Linked DNA regions of Mus musculus: region 2 is linked to region 1. Evidence: chromatin contacts called from public ChIA-PET data. All regions are on one chromosome and are shown on one strand. Each heading gives the region's core, a stretch centred on a gene start, on an enhancer-like site or on the middle of the called end of the contact. The rest is flanking DNA. Distances are from core to core; before and after follow the strand shown. Region 1 has its middle 40 kb from the start of Gm41320. Region 2 overlaps Eif3h (eukaryotic translation initiation factor 3, subunit H).

Evidence for each region. ChIA-PET counts read pairs in DNA pulled down with a chosen protein or histone mark.
Region 2: a contact with region 1 is called in an RNA polymerase II ChIA-PET map of effector CD8 T cells, with 16 read pairs. The contact joins two enhancer-like sites. A contact is called at or near these places in 1 of 15 datasets of contacts at CTCF or cohesin (CD8 T cells), 1 of 484 Hi-C or Micro-C datasets (MC3T3-E1-derived osteoblasts), 3 of 115 datasets of contacts at active chromatin or transcription factors (CD8 T cells, effector CD8 T cells and embryonic stem cells) and 1 of 9 other capture datasets (adipose tissue).

The regions. Positions count from the first base shown.
Region 1 is chr15:51,732,099-51,738,794 of GRCm38.p6, forward strand. No RefSeq gene overlaps it. Among named protein-coding and RNA genes, the nearest start is that of Gm41320, 40 kb to the right of the region's middle. Within about 2 kb of position 4,208, at least 22 of the 459 cell types and tissues checked have an H3K27ac peak or open chromatin away from gene starts, as enhancers often do. A contact at or near this core is called in CD8 T cells and effector CD8 T cells, where this site is marked.
Region 2 is chr15:51,799,517-51,806,212 of GRCm38.p6, forward strand. The region is part of intron 2 of Eif3h (eukaryotic translation initiation factor 3, subunit H); the gene reads right to left. Among named protein-coding and RNA genes, the nearest start is that of Gm41320, 28 kb to the left of the region's middle. Within about 2 kb of position 3,920, at least 61 of the 459 cell types and tissues checked have an H3K27ac peak or open chromatin away from gene starts, as enhancers often do. A contact at or near this core is called in CD8 T cells and effector CD8 T cells, where this site is marked.

The DNA.
Region 1 (6,696 bases), core at 2,958-5,457:
AAATGTTTCTCTCTGTAACTTCACACTAGAAATCTCCCTCCAGTCTCCTATGCTCAGTCAAACACTAAGGAGGAGGGAATAGACCCCACCCGAGAATCCCGGGCTTTCTACCTGTCTGGACAAAGGGTAGATTAAGAAAGAGTCCATGGGGCAGCCGTGGCACAAGTCTTTAATCTCAACAATAGGGAGGCAGAGGTAGATGATTCTCTGATTCGAGCCCAGCCTGGTCTACACTGTGAGTTTCAGAACAGCCAGAGCGACACAGAGAAACCTTGTCTCAAAAAAGCCAAAGAGGGATGGAGAAAGTCCATGGCTTAGAAGCAGCAAAGTTATTGTGCCTGTCCATAGACACACATCACTGTGTGTGTTTATAAAACCATCACCATTTCTGCTTAGTGGGCACCTCTTCTTGCCAGCAGCAATCATGAACTCCTTGCTTTGATTTTAATTTTTCTCACTTCCATCCTATCAGGAGAAGCTCCCAAGGCTGGCAGGAAGGAAAGAGGCTCTTCAGAGTTGAGTAACTTGTCTCATTACCACAATGTGCTTCCCAGACTAGAGAAACAGAACGAATGTGTTTAGCTCTCAGAGATGATGTCCACTGTGGCAGACATTTACTCATTTACAGACAGGCTCTGCTTCCATTTTCCCTAGTCAATTGAAATCAGAATTCTCTTTTCAGTTTTCGCCCTCCCAGTGGCTGGAAAGATGCTGAGTATTTAGAGAAAGAAGAACATTGTTACAGGTATCTCTTAAGTGCTTTCAAACTTGGCGCCCATTTTTTCCTCTCTATTAAAAATAAAAATGCAGTGAGGGCTAGGGATTATAGCTCGGTTAGTAGTGTTTATCTGGCATGCAGGAAGCCTTAGATTCAATCTCTAACATGGCAGAAACTGGCCATAGTGCAAGCCAAAAACCCAGCAAAGGCAGGAGGGTCAGTAGATCTAAATAATATTTGACTACTTTTGAAGCCAATCCAGGATACATGAGAGCCTATCTTAAAGGGATGGGGGAGAAAGGAGAAAAACAGCAAAGAATATATAGCCACCTGCAACTTCCTGAAGTTAAATCTTCTCCTTGAAACAAACCCATGGTATGAGAGGGATCCCATGCCTGTCACTGTCTGGATGGCCAGGCACTGAAGACTGGATAACCTACAGACCCAGCTAGGGTAGAACCAAGGAAGACTGGCAAAAACAAACATCCCTAACGATGTTCTGCTATACTCATAAATCAGTGTCTTATCCAGTCATCATCAGAGAGGCTGCCTCTGGCAGCAGGTGGGAAAGGATGGAGAGACCCAATCAGATACTATGCAGAGTCTAAACTGGTGGTCTCCACTGGGTCCCTCCCCTTAGCGCTTGAGGAACCCCAAGGAAAAGGGAGAGAAAAGCTTCTAGGTGTCAGAGGGGACAGAGGACACCGAGAGAACATGCCCACTGAGTGAATGAAGCAGGGATCTTATGGGCTCACAGAGATGGAAACAGCAAGCATGGTGCCTGCATGGGTCTGAACCATGAGAGTATGTTATGGCTGTTGGCTTGGTGTTTTTGTGAGACTCCTAACAATAAGAGTAGGTAAGTCTCTAGCTCCTTTGGCTGCTCTTGGGACTCTTTTCCTCCTACTGGGTTGCTTTGTTGAGTCTCACCATGAGGGCCTTTGCCTTGTCTTATTGTATCTTGTTTTGTCATGTCGGGCTGCTGTCTCTTGGAGGCCTGTTCCTTCTTGAAGCTAAATGATCGGGAAGTGGATCTGGGGGAGAGGAGTGGTGGGGGAGGGAGATGTAAAGGGTGGAGGAAGGGGAAACTGTGGTCCGGATGTATTGTATGAGAGAAGAATCTATCAATAAGAAGTGGTCACTGTGAACTAGATACCTAAGAAGCAAACCTTGGGAACACCCATGAGGACAGTCAAGGCTGAGGTTAGTCTTTGAGACTGTCTGTGAGGGAACATCTTGGTTTTGTTAGTTGATGAGAGAAAAACCATCTTAACTACAGGCCAGACCATACAAGATGGAGGACTCTGGACTACATAAAGGGAGGAAGGCAAGCAGAATACTGGCACTCATGCATTCATTTTTTGCTTCAGAGAAACAGAATATGGGAAGGGGGAGGGTTTTTTAATTACCTGGATCACTCAACTGGAGCCAGTGTGTTTGAAATGTGTAGGCAAGCCAGCTTGCTGGAACTAGAGTAATTCCCATGTCTTCAGATTTTCCATCTGTGAAATAGGGTTCACACATACATCAGGCAAGTCTATGGTAAAAATAAAGAGGAACCATGATTGCACAAAGCCCATGGCAGAACACTAGGCTGGTGACAGTAGTGTCTTCTTCCTCTTCATTCAGTGTAGAGGAGCAGCCTTCGAATCACAGTTGGGATTACTGGATTCCACAGTCCATTGCCCTCTCAGACTACAAAATGAACACACACACACACACCACTTACTACAGCTTGACTTGTGGCCTTCTGACTGTCTAACTCCCTGACAGTGTGGAAATGACAGTCAGAAGGAACTATATCTATATGCTGAGCCCCTTCCAGGTAGCAGTTCACAGTGCCACCCTCTCTCTCAGAATAGCAGGCAATGTCATCCCCACCACCAGAAGAGGAAGGCATGACAACACTGAAGGAACCCAGCAGGCTATGCTGCAAAGATGGGCCCTTTAGGAGCCTAGGTGTGTTCAGCTTACAATGTTTTCAACTTAGACTCAGCAGGTTGTAGCGCCATTGTAAGTTGAGGAGCCCATGAAGCTGGGCTTGGGTCTTAGTTGGGGTTACTATGGCTGGGATGAAACACCATGGCCAAAGCAACTTGTGGAGAAAAGGCTTTATTCCACCCAGTTCTGTGTTTGTAGCAGTTCAACATCAAATGCCGTGAGGGCAGACACTCACGCAGGGCAGGAACCTGGAGGCAGGAGCTGATGCAGACACTATGGAGGGTGCTGCTTACTGGCTTGTTCCCATGGCTTGCTCAGTTTGCCTTCTTATAGAACCCAGGACCATCAGTCCTGGGAGTGGTACACTCACAATGGGATTGGGTCCTCATCCATCACTAATAAAGGAAATGCCCTACATCCCCATCTTATGGAGGCATTTTCTTAATTGAAGTTCCCTCCTCTCAGATTTAGCCTGTGTCATGTTGACATAAAACTATCTGGCATCTAAAACAGAACATTGCTGAATCATCACATGGAGGATCACAACAAATCAAGAACCAAAGACAGAAAGTCTGTTTACAGGAAGGGAAATTACAGGGTTAAGAAAATTCACATAACATCTCCCTGACCATCCTAATAAATATGTACTATTCAGTTCAGAAGGTGACCCCGCCCCTAGCTACATTAGTTTATCAGGACCACGTCAACGAGAATCACATTCTGGAGCCTAAAGGCTGGAAACTAGGGTTCAACAAGTGTGGTTTCATCCAAGGCCTCTACCCTGGACTTGTAGAAGGCCATCTGCCCCCTATTTCGTTCCAAGTAAATCCTCTCTCTGTCTCTGTCTCTGTCTCTGTCTCTGTCTCTGTCTCTGTCTCTGTCTCTGTCTTTCTCTCTCTCCTGAATCTGTGTGTCTGTGTGCATGTGTTATGTGTCTGAGTGGATGGGGGGTGGGGGAGGGTATCCATCCACCCCTGTCTTCTCATTTCTTCTCTTTATAAGATTTTTATAAGACTGGACTCACCAGTGAAAACTGCATTTCTAGCTTAGACCTTTTTAAAAGCCCTCTCCCCAAATATGCTCACATTCTGGGACACTAGAGGATTAAAACACTAACATCTGAATTTTCTATGCAACGTAATTCATTCTATAATGCCACCTAACTTACCAATGACATTCAGTGACACAAAGACTACCTAGTCTGTGCCACTGCCCCCCACCCCCACCCACCCACACACACCCTACAATGGATATATATCAGTCCTTAAAGGACCTGGCTGTGCTTACACTCACAGCACAGGAAAAGGTGAAAGACTTGGATTGGCAATTCACATGTACATACATACAAGTGCATATGTCCCGTGTGATCAGTGTCACACATCACAGGCTTAGCATCGCAGGCTACAGAAACTGAGTCACAGAAGAGTTCAATCAGTGATCCTGTCAGCCCGATTTAGCAAGGCCTCAGGGCCTCAGGATGGAAAGCAAGTGGACTGCATAATAATCAGGGTAGGTCAGAGTAGTAGCTCACTTATCTATAGAAGCATCAACCATATCACAGTTTACTGGGAGTCAGCATCGTCTAAGTGAGACAGCCCAGAGTGCGTGAACTGTATCAATAAGGGGCATGCATTCCAGAAAGAAGAAACACAAGCATTTAACCATCACAAAAGGCAAACAAACAAACAAAAAAGCGCATCTAAAGGCTGCTAACAAAGAAGCAGCTATCACTCTAAATTCTGAACAGGTTTCTAACTCCAAAAGGGCAGCAAATCATGTTACTTATCATTTAAAAATAACTGGGATTTAAGAAATGAAATTAGACAAGTGATTAATGCATCATCTCGAGCCAGAGTTCCTTTGATAGTTGGAAGAAAATAAAAGCCAGCCAAGAAATAAACATTTCAAATTCAGGTGCTTTGCAATCTGTGCTCCAAATGTTTGCCTGAGTTTGGGAAGAGGTGGCCTGCTCTGCATGCACAGTAACCCGCGTTCTGGCTCCAGTGAGTTACCTTCAAAATAAGAGCATCGGCTGAAGAAGCCACCACTGCCATGGGCACAAGGCCTCCTGAGACAAACACAGAAGCCCCGCCAGGAAATGGGTTGGTGGAGGAGGTCCTGTGGGTGTTGGGAAGACACCTTTGTGGTTTATGTGTTTGTTTGCTTGGTTGCTTGGCTGGCTGGCTCATTGGTTGGCTTTTTAACTTGCTAATTCTATTTATATTAGAAACCCAAGGAGAGCAAAGAGTCTTTTGACATAGTAAGAAAAAAACAAATGCGGGTGATAGACCCGTTTACGTAAAAAGAGACAAAAAGAAAGAAGTATGTGGTGAGTTAGAGAAGGGCTTTTTTGTTTGGTAGTGTTTTGGGGTTTTTTTAATTTGTTTTTTCAAGACAGCATTTCTCTGTGCAGTAGCCTTGGTTGTCCTGGAACCTACTGGGTACACAAGGCTGGCCTCGAACTCATAGAGATTCACCTGCTTTTGCTCTGTAGGATTTAAGGCACGTTCCACCACCGCCTGGCTAGAGAAGGGCTTCTTAACCCTGTTCTACTTACAACTAGTGTGGACCTAAGAAATTTTCATACAATACACAGTACAAAAAAGACAGACACAAGATCAAACATTTATTGATAGTAAGCCATAAATAAGCGTCTTGTTAAAATATCTTTGACATGCATACAACTTCACGCTCTGTAAAGACAAAAGCAAGCGGGGTGAATGAGCTTCGTTCTTACCTAAAACTGAAGACATTTTGTCTGAATATGGAATCGAGCAAGGTCCTCAGTCTTCAGGTTTCTGCTCAGTTGATAGCTATTTTGCTTTTCCAATTGCCTGTCCTGAGAACATTTCTTTGCATAAATACATGGAAAAAAAAAAAACGGCAGATGTATGCTGAGGGCCATTTTAGAAATTATTGGAAATTCTGTTCTAATCCCAAACCAAACTTCATGTAATTGTTTTTGATGAAACTACTTTCAGGAACTCAAACGGCAGTGTTTAAAAAAATCAAATATTCTAAAACAATAGAACACAAAGATATTACTAACTTGATACTTACATGCTGAGGACTGACAGTAGAAAAAATACTCAGAATTTGTTTCCCCTAATAAAGCTGTGAGACTATCCACAGGAAACGAGGATTCTTAAAGTCTAATTTCTTTTTAGAGATGACTAGGTCAGAAATGGAATCAGGAACCTCGAGCTACTGGACAGAGGAATGAACATAGATAACAGGATGCCCTTCACAAGCTAAAAGAAAGGAGATTGAACGTTTTCAAAGTAAAGATATTTTGAAATTTATTTTATGTTTTAGGTGTATAATTGTTTTTGCTGCATGTTTGTCTGCTTACTACATGCAAATCTAATGTCAGAAGAGGCCAGAAGAAGGAGTCAGATCCCGTAGAATCGAATTTATAGAAGGTTGTGGGTCATATGTGGGTACTGGGAACAGAACCTGGCTCTTTTGGAAGAACAACTGAAAGACTCCGAAAGGAGCCCCTCGCTCAGGCCTTAGGACAATAGTGGACACCCAACAACTCACGACAGACCGAGCTTGTTGCAAACCACATGAGGCTTTATTCGGGGAAAGCCAGAGCTCTGGGGATGACTCATATCCCACGAAGGGGTAGAGGAGTCGACCTCGAGGGGAAAGAGGTCCCAGTTTTTATAGGCCCTCAGGGGGGAAAGGAGAGGGGGGAGAGTAGGGGATTTCCAGATCTAAACAATGTCTATTCTCAAGAAATGGGTATGGGAGGGGTACAAGGAAAGAGTCTAATGAAGGTGCAGCAATGGGCACACACCTGGTCAGAACATTGGCAGACACACAGGTTCCAGGAGTGGCCAGAGCATTGTGCACCTCTATTTTTCTAAATCAGTGAAGCTAGTTCTGCTAACACTGATGTCTATCTTGCCAATTTCAGGGCTTCTGTGACCTTTTACATTCTGTCAGGATCTTTCACAACCAACTCTCTAAATTGCTAAGCCATCTTTCCATCCCAAGATAAATTTTTGAGGAAGTGCCTTTGATAGAGTTTC
Region 2 (6,696 bases), core at 2,670-5,169, 67 kb after region 1:
TCAAATCACTTCAAATAATTGGTCTTTTCCATTTTCTCTTTAACAAAATTCCATTTTGTTTTTAAAAGGTATTAAAAACACAATTTTAATGACTTGTTCTAAATAAGGAATTATCAACTGTTGTCCCTACTTCTCTATCCTAAAACTCCAAAGAACAGTAAATGTGTAAGGAAAAGGTGTACAACTATTAGACTGTGATCGTTTGGTCTGAATTAAGTTAGTTATTGTCTCCTTCACACATAGTGTTTGGAACTAAGAACTAAATCCATCAAGAAAACAATGAAGGGGAAACAATGACCACGTCACTTACATACGAACCAGACACAGGCTACAGCTAATTCAACAGAAGAATCCATTTTTGCCTTCATCTAGTGCCCCCTACTGCATAGACTGCATTATTTTCAAAAGCATTCTCTTCTCTTTGCACCTGCTTGTGTTAACAGAGGGTAGTCTATACTAGACCGGCTGTACTAAGCACCATGCGGACAACGGAAAGGTCTGATGACTTGCCTCCTGTTGAGTTAATGACTATATTATTCATTTAAAGCAACATTACTAGAAAAAGAGGTATAAATTCATAAATAGATAGGTATAAATTCATAATAGATGACATTAAAAAGCAATACAAGACTGGAGAAATGGCTCAAAGGTTAAGGGAACTGAGTTTAGTTCCCAGCATCTATGTCAGCTGGCTCTCAACTACCTGCATGCAACTACACTTCTTGTGGACTAGACACCCTCAGCAAGCAAGCACACACACACACACACACACACCCAAGAAACACACTTATACATGCATGCACACACATGTAAGTAAATGAATCTTTTAAAATAAGCACCATAGCCTAACAATGTGCATCAAACACAAAATAAAGTGGAAAGTTTTATAGTCAACTCACTACCTCAGCTATTTCTATAATGAAGAATGGACGCAGGGCTGCATAGATTAGCCACCCAGCTTAACTAGATCTGATAACTTTTTAAAAATAATACAAGAATTTTCAAAATTTCAAAAGCAAACAGGACTCAGATTACAATGTTTTTCAACACGTTATTGGACAAAGAAATTATATTTTATTTCAAGGCCTAGAAGATCATTGCAAACTCTTCACCTACTGAAAAACTGTCAAAAGAAAAGCCCCAAAGTGCTCTTATTACACCTGGAAGGGGCACATTTCAACTCCACAGGAAATGTGACAGAGATGGATACTGTGTGCTGTCAAGACGCACACAAGTGCATGCACCTCTCTTCCATGTGGATGCACTCACCCACTACCCTTTGGCCATGCTACTTCTGTTGTCCTTTCCTTTCTTTTTACAGGTATGGCTCTGGAAATGGCTCAGCAGTTCAGTGCACTTGCTATCGTGCAAAGAAACTGGGTTCAGTTTCCAGCACCACAAGGTGGTTTACAAAACCATCCCAAACTCCATTTCCATGGGATCTGATACCCTTTCTGAACTCTGTGAGCACCATGCATGCAAGTGGTGCATATACCATGTGCTCAAAACACTTATACATATAAAATAAAAAGTTAAAAGTTACAGCAGAGGGTGATATTAATATGCTACACACTTTTATAAATCCTGTTATTTTTGCAATTTTATAAATGATATGTGAAAACAAGGTCTTATGTTATATTTTAAACCACAGTTTAAAACACCACAACCAGGGCTGGAGGCAGTGGTAAAGAACCCTCCTAGCACATGGAAGGCCTTCGGTTCAACCCCTACCTACTTAACCTAAAGAAGAGTAAATAAGCCACAACCCAGACTATCTAGTTTACATATAATGATACCCTAGAGGAAGCAGTCTCTAGCTATGATACTCTTAAGTTAATGGCTAATTTTAATCAAATTTAACTTACAAAGCCCTAATGCTATCAGTACAATGGGAGCTAAAACTAAATTTGCGAGGTTGTTTTAAATTGAAAGTAGAGAGATGGAAGAAATTATCGAACAATCAACAGAACAAATATCATTAAAAACAATGCATTCTGAGTAACTGAGCCTTAGTATAAGATGGCCAGCATCTACCACACATCTGCTAGTGAGCAGCTAAACCTTAATGCCATCTGCCAACTGGGAACAGTAGGGGGAAAAAAAGAGCTGGAGCACTCCTGCCAGCGCTGACATTGTCCCTGTGGGGTTCTTGCTCTCTCTGATCTTCGGTTTCCCCATTTCTAAAGACATCTGAGAACTCATCCCAGTCAAAATGCTAGGACTCCACGTTGTTCTCTGGATATGCTAATTACAAACAATGACTTGTCTATTAGCTAAAGCAGGCATGCACTAGGACTTAAAATACATTGGGGGGTACTCTATAAGCTTGCTAAGAGACTCTCCTCAAATAGCTCGGATAAAGTGGACTTTATAAAAGCATTTTCAGAATGCCTCGCAGGGGTTTAAAACATTCCAAGATCAGCAGCAAATGTCCAGCTTCCCCGACTCTTCCCTAGTCTACAGGACCTCCAAGAAGACTAATGAAGATGAAGCTCTTCTGTAAACTAGACAAGCCATAGATACAAGCCCCAAGGCTGCTGTATGCATAAATAAATTTGGGAACTGAAAATAGGAGACCTGATTATCACAGGAAGGAACAAGGAAACACAAGTCCCTCTTCATCACCATAGAGAATGACCAAGATTCTCCTTCACAAATCACCTACCTACCTCAAATGAATACAAAAATGAAAGGGCTAAGAACAAAGAAAAGTAACTCAACACAACTACTTTCAGAAATTCCAAAGTAAGCCATATATGTGGTGCATGCCTGAAATCTCAGCACTTGGGAAACAAAGATAAGAGATCAACTGTCAAGAGCTGAAGAAGGCAATCCTGATCTACATAGAAACAAACAAAACATTCCAGTACTCTGGAATTTCATTACTACACAACGAGTCTGTGCTTGGCCCGTTCTTAAGTGTCAGTTCATTACCTGGCCTCGTAATTGAGTTCATCACCTAATGTTAAGAATTGAGAATTCTTAAGTCACATTTTGTATGCTACCACTCAGAGAGATAAGCAAAAGGATCCATCTTGAGTTTGAGGCCAGCCTGGCATACAAAGGAAGCCTCTGCCTCTAAAACAAGTAACAAAGTAAACACACTGCCATTTGACAAGGTCTGTGGAGGTATAACACAGAAATCATAAAGATTAGTCTTTAACTGTGAGGCTGGAGCTCTTGTGTGAAGATGAGAGGGGCCCAGGCCAAAGCACATGCTCTCTGAGAGGTCACGTGGGTCAAGCTCAGAAAGTGGCGCTTCTGCAACGTGCAAGCTAAGGAACAGACAGGGCTCACAAACAGCCCTGTGAACTGAGTATCTCTCTGCAGATGCTTAGGGACTGTCCTTGTTCTAACATTGTCATAGTGGTCCTTATCCACCCACCCAATTTTTCAAGACCCTTGCTGCTAAAGCTAAGTAGAAGCAAGCAGCACACGGCGCCATTAAACTTTCCAGACCAAAGCCACACGCCCAGCAGCCACTCAGTCAACTCAGTTAAGGTGACACATCAGTAGGCAGCCATCTTCTTCTAAGGACTTGCAGTAGGCACAAAGAAACAAACCATGAAGTGCTGATGAGACAATTACAGTAAGTTTTATAGGTAACAAGAATGGCCACTGTGGATTTTGATTGCTAGGTTAACAATCTTTTGTGGCTCTGCTAGTCCATCAACAGTGAGCAGAGAAGGTGAGAGCAGAATCCTTTTAAGCTATAAACCACAGATAAACAGAGAAGACTCGGGTTATGTGGGTGAGGCCAAGTTAGAGCCCACAGCTTTGAGAACTATGACTGGGTTCTACCCCACACTAGCATTTCCTATGCAGAGAGTGGCTCACAACAGAAGGAAGAGAGCCAAGTCCAAAGAAATAAAAGGGAAGGAAAAAAGGCCCTTAATAGAGAGCTACATCTCACCACTGCTGCGCTAATTCAGACTAGTGAAGCAACGAGCTGGCAACTTCTCTAAGCTGGACCCTGGTCACACATGTCCATATTGGGTGCAAAGTTTCCCTATGGAAGCAACCATCCAGTGGTATTCACTTCTGAATTAATAGCCCAGTGTTCCTGGAAATTTCCCAGGGAAACATGGCAAAGAGAAAGTCCTTCTGAAGAGGAACTACTTTTAAACTGATAATAGTATTCAACAGAAGGGTTTAGAACTGCATTTCAACAGTTTGGGGAAGAAAGTATTCTTAGCTCAAAAACACTCAGTAGGTAAGGCTCAGCAGTTCCGAGTTGGCTCAGCAGGTAAGGGCACCTGCTGCCAAACCTGATGGAATCTGAGTTCTATCCCTGGGACCCAGAGTGTGGAAGGAGAGACCCAAGTTGTTCTCTGATCACCACAGATGCACACTCACACACCCCTACCTCCTCCACACTGTAAATAAAATGTAATTAACATTTTAAATCAAGGCACGCACCTAACCAACCGAGAAGCAGCAAATAAAAACTTTGCAGACAAACTGGTGGTTACCACCAAGTCAACTCAAAATTACTAATATAAAAGCTACACTCGGATACAAGGGAAGTGCTGCCAAAATATGAGGGGGCTTTCAAGCTGAAAAAAATCCCTTGAACCTCTACCAAGGCCTTAACTCACCAGGCCTGCGCAGTCAGCAGAGAGTCTGGTAATCACGCTCCTGCGGTCGGTCCAGGTCTGGCCCACTATCCTCGCCTTCACTTTCTTAGGCACCTTTTTTGCAAGAGTTGAATTCAAGTGCTCAGAGCTACAAACGCCCTGAGGCAGAGTGCCCAGGAACTACTACTCCTTCAAAAGTCCACATTCCCAGGGCTTCCTTTTGTTTTATTTTTAAATCAAAGAACCCTGAAAACAACATGATATGTTATACTGACCTGCTGTGTCTGGAGTTACTCCGGGCCTACCATATGGACCAGAGAACTGTCACTCTAGAATTATTAACCATCTCCTTACACCTTCAGTTAGTCATCTAAAATACCTCTTCTTTATCATCTTTCTAAAGCGTTTATTGTATGTATTTTGCATTGTAGAAGCCAAGGAGCTGGCTCTCTCCCTCTACACTCGGGACCAAAGTAACTCGAAGTTTACAAATGAAAGGGCTACTGTCTTGACAAAATTATATAAAATTAACCCAAGTCTAGGCACAAGAAAAGAACTAGACCATAGTGATCATCTCCTAGTCTGACTTCACAAATGGCCTGCACATTACCCAGCTCACAATAACTCCAACAAGCTAATCACGGTTACGGGACTGCTTTTACAAAAACCATCTACCACAGTTGTGACTTCAATTTGCCTTTAGGACTCTGACTCGAAAGCCTAGGGCGCCTCTCCTTCAGAGAATCTTGCTGGGGATGTGGAGTAATGGCATCTGACTCATAAAGTGCAGCAGACATACCCCAGAAGCTACAATGAGGAGTCACCGTGGCTCCTCGTGCTCCAGCACTGTAACAAAGCACTACCAGTAAGCCATTAAGTGGGAAGACCACTTCCAAAGGCTTTTAGGTACCGGAGTCAATGTGAAGTCAGACTCCCAAGACATTACATTTTATGTAACTATTTGAAACTTGGGTCAAGATTGAGTTGTCATTAAATGCTGGCTCAGATCAAGCAAGCAGGCAGACATAGTGATAGAGCACACACTTCACAGCAAAGGGGAAAACCCAATCAGAAGATGCAAATGGCCTTAAGAACAAGCAAAATCACACAATGGCCCTGAAACAAACTAATGATTTCAACAGACATTTTCATATTGTCAAAGTGTAATATATAAAACTCTCCTATCTGTTCAGGCACTATGGCCAGGAGAGGACGTTAAAGAAAACAATCACAAGTCTCTTTCCCCGCAGCTCCATGGGATGTCAAGGAGCACTCAGTCTGTGACGATTTAGCAAGACAAACTTTATTCTGTACTTGCTTTTTCATAGTGAGACTCGCTGCCAAGCCGCACATACGTTCCGGGCAATGTTCAAAGCTAGTAGCAGATGTAGATTTAAGCAAACAGAATGTGCATTTGAAAAAAGAATTAAATACAGTCTACTTTGGGTGGAGAGAATTATGGAATACACAGATTTCTCAAAAGTTCCATACTCTCTTCACCCCGTCTGTATCATGCATTCATCCCTTGTTTCAATTAACACATCTGTTAGTAATGCCACTCCTGGGACGGCTTTGAATTTTGGTAATGGCTCAATTTTTCACAATAAAGTGTCCAATATAAGTTATTCTTTACCTAGAAACTACACTGTCCTATTTAAAAGAAATGGCAAAATATTGCCTTTGTCCTGATTGGTTAGATATAGTCCTTCAACTAAATATGAATTCTGGCAAAATAATTTCTTTTGAATGTCAGGCTGGGGACAAGGAACTAGAAGTAAGGCAAGAGGGTGGTCACTAGTTTATTTTTTTTAAACTATTAAGAGCTTTTGACAATTAATGGAATATTTGGGGGGTGGTGCTGGTATAAGGAACCTTTATGGTTTAAGGAGTTGCCCATAAAACAGAAGAAAGTAAGAGAATAGCAGATCTTCGTCCTGTCTTCTTAATCAGGATCTTAAAATACAGCTTAAATCTTAAAATACAGCTAGGAAATCTATTGGGAAGTTAACTGTGTGTCATCTGACACTTGTGTATCTCAAATTAATTTACCTGCATGGGATCAGAGACAGACTCTTTACTACATGAAAAACTGCCACAAAATGACTTTCTGACCATTCCA